Linked DNA regions of Scleropages formosus: region 2 is linked to region 1. The links are chromatin contacts, called in public Hi-C maps. All regions are on one chromosome and are shown on one strand. Each heading gives the region's core, a stretch centred on a gene start, on an enhancer-like site or on the middle of the called end of the contact. The rest is flanking DNA. Distances are from core to core; before and after follow the strand shown. Region 1 holds the start of LOC108938442 (xenotropic and polytropic retrovirus receptor 1 homolog). Region 2 holds the start of LOC108938612 (guanine nucleotide exchange factor VAV2-like).

Region 1 (2,700 bases), core at 5-2,504:
TCCTGGACCCATGCTTAGCTCTCTGGCTCTCATGGAGAGTCCTTAATGCTAGCTTCAGTGAAGTAAGCCTTGCTTGGACCTCGGTCAGCCTCTCTAACAGAAAAAAGCAAAAATCATTTTATCGTCATGTTGCTGATGGATGGATGGATGGATGGATGAGGAATACAGCAAAAGATGGAAGAGAGCAGTTAGTGAAGCTCAGTTCGCTGACTAGGAGCCCCTCTAAGTCTAGATCTGCTATGCATGTTTTCTTTCTTACCTGAATAGAAGTGGTTAACCTTGGCAAGTTCCCTGTCACATGTCTGAAAGAATACCTCCTCTACAGACCTCAGGTTCCTTTGACAGATGTGATCTACAAGAGAGAACAGGCTCACTGTGATCATGTGAAAATGATCATCCATGGTACAGGGAATTGCTGTGGAGATCCCAGTGAAAATGCCAAGAGGCAATAAACTGAAGTCACTGAGCGATGGTGATCTCAGAGCATTCCAGTAACAGCTCTGGTAATATTTACATCTGTTTGAAATGCAGCATCAAGACTCAGATATTTGGCTCTCTCAACATACTGTAATTTCTGGATACTTTCAGGCTACTTTCTGAATGGAAGAGAACTATGAGGCTGTGCATGTACATGTGTGTCTTAATTCAGCTCAGTATGTGTGGAATTTGCAAGTTCCCCATGTTCTCCCCACATTGATGTGGGTTTCCTCCCACAGTCCAAAGATGTGTTTTTCGAGTCCAAATTTCCTGTAGTGTGTGAGCGTTGCAGTGCTCTGCTGTACAAATGTGTGAATGACTTTAGGGAGTTTAGGGTACTTTATCCATTAGTGTAAATTACCTTGGAAAAATGCAACAGCTAAATACTATTTAATAATTTAATCTATGAGTCACTCCCTGACCTCCACATCACCTCTGAACCTTGGCTTGTTTTATAATAATCACTAAATAATTAATAAACCTTATGTTCCTTTGTTTGAAAAAAGTGGGACCATCATTTTAAAGTTACAATTTTCTTTTGTTATAAAATGAGGTTTTAAACCATCTCAAACTAGAACCTAAAAGAGAATGGACATCATGCATTTTTCTTTAACCTTACAGAAGATTTCTAAGTTGAATGTTTATTTCTAAAGTTGATGATTAAATTGCTTTAAAGTCCAGAAAGAGACAATTGCTCCAGTGGGATGAGAGAGTTATTGTTAGAAAGGTACTTACCAGTCCTTACCAGGGAAAGAATGATGGTTTTGGAGGCATTCATAGCGAGCTTGGCAAGTTTATCTGAATCCATCTGTCTTTCTCTGTATTGTTATTGCAGACAATAGCACTGGGCACTGCACGTCATTATCATAGCAGGACCCCAGGGAGATGTAGGAGGGGTAGAGTGAAGGGAGAGCTCGCTTGGGTTGCTTTAAATATACGCTTACCGCAGTTCATCTGCACATGCATTGCAAATTTGACTCAATGTGTTTCGTACCTTGGTGCCTTCAAAATAATAATAATAATAATAATCAATTACTAGTTATTTTTATCAGAATTTGTGATGAGCAAGTGGATTGTATTATTTGTGACATTTTACTGAATAAGTGGGTAGTAGACCATGTTGGTAGACTCCTCCTCTTACAATTTGCTTCTCCATCCAAGTATAAAAGGTATTGCTTTTGTTTAGTTTGGCCATGAATTATTCAGGCAGAATTAATCGCTGTTAGTTAAAGGAAGTCCCTGTACCAGAAGTAGTAACTGTCCAGGTCACACAGCTGTATGTGGTACTATTGTCATACAATACAGCCCTGATATCCCACCCACTGTCAGCCAAAATACCTGAAGATAGATAGATAGATAGATAGATAGATAGATAGATAGAAGCTTTTTAGTAGCTGTGTAGTATGTAAAAGTGCTACCTTACCCCCATCCGAGGAGGACCTGTGCCTCACACCAGCGCAAAGCATCGCCTCCAAGAGCTGGTAACAGAAACCAGAAACCAAGGTCAGATATTCTGTGTTATAGACTGTCACAGTCTGTTCATTTTCTTCGAAATGAGTGTTCAGGGTACTGGAACAGGCCCTTGAATGGGACTCATAGCTTTTAGATACCAGCGATTAACAAGCATGTCTCCACCTAACTTCTTTACATCAATCCCTTGCTGAGATTTGGTTTGAATGTCTTTTTTACTACTCACAGTCCTGCACCTGAGCCACTTTGTGTTGTCAGGCTTGTTGGTGCCATTTAGCACCTGCCAAGCTTATTAAAGATATATGCACAAATTAATATGACCTCTGTGTTACCCATCAAATAGATCAGCTTGCTCACCGAATAGCTGATATATTGCTTCTTCCATTCCTTGGTCATGTACGCTTCCAGGTGATCTGAGAAGCTCATGAGTGCTGCTGCTGGAAACCCAGGTCAGGAAATGCAGGCTGCCCTCTCGTCCCTCTCTTACGGTGCTATGGCAGGTCTGGCCACACCTGAGTGTCTCTCAAAGAGGGGAGCCAAATGAGGAGGGGGAGGAGGGAGGCAATGAACAAGAGCGAGAGAATGAGGACACGATGGCCGTCATACTGTGTGCACACAAAGAATCACAAACCCCTAAATAATTTAAGGAGTCAAACAGCAATTGGAAGACTAATGAGCAAAGTAGCTGAAATGTAGCTTTCGGCACAGGGACGAAGAGATGGAATGTCTGTTTCGGAGATTTTGTCCGTAGTG
Region 2 (2,700 bases), core at 191-2,690, 200 kb after region 1:
ATTGTGAATGAAAAGCGTCAACTTGTAGTCCTCTTTTTATTTAAGGTGAAGTTAAGTCTTTCCCCTCCTTTTTGTTTCTGCTGGACACAGTTAAGCCTCGACGAAGTTCTGCAGCGCCTGTTCCTCCGCTCTACCAGATAATTTCCCGGCTGGTTTTACACATTCGGCGGGAGAGTTGCCGACGCACGTCGCGCCTCGAGGCGGGCTGCCTGTGGGGGGTTTCCCGCGGGACGCTGCTCCGCCGTCGGACAATGAAGCGGGACGAGCTGTGATTCGGACACGCGGCCGAGCGCGGCTGTCACATACACACACACCACAACACTCCCGCCAGGCGAAAACACCGACCCGACCGTCCACTTCTCAAGGTTCGCGGTGGGAAAACAAGGGTCCTACAGCAGAACTGCGGCGCGAGCTGACAAGCGCGTGCGCTCATGTATAACAGGGGTAACAGCACCGCCGGTCACTTCAGGCTCCGGGAACAAAAATGGGTATCTCCTCCTTCTCCTCCAGCACACACGTGTTGTTACTCCTCACCGCACAAGTTCTGTTCTCAAACATCTCATCCCAACTTGGAAGGAAAAAAACGCTTCACTCCGCCGACTTCACCGCGTTTTATATCATCCTTCCTGACTTAAAAGGCTGTGAAGTCTTACGTTCCATAATAAGAATGTGCTCAAGTTTAGTCAAAGTAAAAGGCCGAAGCAATTAAGACCCCTCAGTAAATCCACTACTAGTCTAGTGTATTATCTTTAAGATTATTATTCTCGTTTCCTCCTCCCAGCACAGCAACACTCCGTCTCCCCGGAGTTAGAGAGCCGAACTCGTCGACTCGGAGCCCGGTCGCGCGGTCTTTGCGGGAAACGTGAACGCGCTTCACGAGCGGGAGGGGCGGTAGGCTGAGAGGATGTGAACGGAGGTGCGGCCCAGCGCGCACACGTGTCAGAGCCTGTGGGAGGGAACGGCTCGTGGTGCTGTTCGCGCGCCTCGCTATCAATAGCATTCATGCCCGGGAGGACCTTCAGCTTTCCATCGCTTTTCCAGCTCGTAAAGAGGCCTAGCAACAATTCCTCTTTAACCCATTTCACATGGACACTTGTTAGTGGAACAAGTGGTGCGTACTGTTAAATATTACAAATGTAAACTGTTTCGATAATCATTCCTTGTGTGTTGTTACTCTTTTTTTAGGCGCTACGTGCGTCACTTAAAAAGGTCATACCAAATTCCTGAGAATTAATTATAATTTCATTGAACCTCATCAAAAAACAAATCGCATCTCATAGGCTTTATGGCACTGCTTTTAAAATAATTGTATTACCAGGGATAGACGTTTAAGTAAGCAAGCGCATCGCTACTTATCAGAAACAAACCCTTTTCTATACTGTGAACCTTCGTAACCTCTTCATGTTAAAAGTTTCCAGATCACAAACATATCCTGTGAAATGTCGCCACCTCGTGGTGCTACAATAAAGGCTGTTCCTGTATACTATTGTAGGGCTCCCGCTGCACGACGCTGCTCTTCTCCCAAATCTGCTGCGTATAGCCTACTAATGCATGGGGTATATCATCTCAGAACATGACACACACACACTTTCTGAACCGCTTGTCCCATACGGGGTCGCGAGGAACCGGAGCCTAACCCGGCAACACAGGGCATAAGGCTGGAGGGGGAGGGGACACACCCAGGACAGGATGCCAGTCCATCACAAGGCACCCCAAGTGGGACTTGAACCCCAGACCCACTGGAGAGCAGGACCAGCTCCAACCCACTGTGCCACCGTGCCCCCCAGAACATGCCAAATAAAGTAAAATATAAATATGGATCAGCATGTCATACCTGAGCAACTGAAAAGCACATAGACCTGTGTTCAATTAAAATCTCTCCTGCCTTCCTGTTTCGCCTCTGCCACGCTCTCCCTTCTGCTGTACAGTTCTCAGATCTATCAACAGACGATGCTACTAACATTTTGCTCTCTGCCCTGTCTTCCTTCCTTAACTCTCTCTGTCCCCTAACTTCCAGACCAGCATGCCCCAGTGCCACCCCATGGGTGACATACATTACATACTAACAGGACTAAACTCTGGGCTGCAGAGCGAAGATGACGAAAATCCAAGACTCGCATAGACCTGGATGTCTACAAACAACCCTTAGCTACTTTTCACTCTGCTGTCTCTTCAGCTAAAAAAAAAAAAAAAAAACACACAACACCTTCTTCCACAACAAAATACAGTCTGCAACAAAAACCACACAGTCTGTTTGCCACCTCCTCCTCCCTCTTCTCTCATTGCTGATAACTTTGCTTTGTTTTTCAGAGACGAAGTCAACGCAATCACTGACAAGTTCTCAGCATCACCCTGCCCTGTTCACGCTGGACTTCTCTGCAAGGACATGCTTTCCAAATCCAAGCCACTCTCAGAATATGAAATCTCCGACCTCCTGATATCACACAGAGCCACCACCTGCTCGCTAGATCCGATCCCATCGACACTCCTTCAGACCATCTCCCCGCAACTCCCCAACTTCATCTCCAAGATCATCAACTCCTCGCTCACCTCTGGCTCCTTTCCATCTGCCTTCAAAACTGCTCTCATTTCACCTCTGGTAAAGAAACCCTCTCTGGATCCTAACTCAGTCCAAAACTACAGGTCAATCTCACTCCTCCTCTATCTGTCTAAAACTCTAGAACGGGCAGCCTAAATTTC

Evidence for each region. A called contact is a pair of places that touch in the nucleus more often than the background predicts.
Region 2: a Hi-C map of muscle shows a contact between it and region 1, with 3 times the contacts expected there. The contact joins the promoter of LOC108938612 here to the promoter of LOC108938442 in region 1. A contact is called at or near these places in 2 of 2 Hi-C or Micro-C datasets (both in muscle).

The regions. Positions count from the first base shown.
Region 1 is chr17:10,385,365-10,388,064 of fSclFor1.1, forward strand. LOC108938442 (xenotropic and polytropic retrovirus receptor 1 homolog) reads right to left here and starts at 1,255. Exons shown (of 14, transcript XM_018758998.2): 1 at 1,213-1,255; 2 at 260-352; 3 at 1-93. The coding sequence starts at 1,255.
Region 2 is chr17:10,585,393-10,588,092 of fSclFor1.1, forward strand. It overlaps LOC108938612 (guanine nucleotide exchange factor VAV2-like), which reads right to left and starts at 1,441. Exons shown (of 28, transcript XM_018759357.2): 1 at 1-1,441.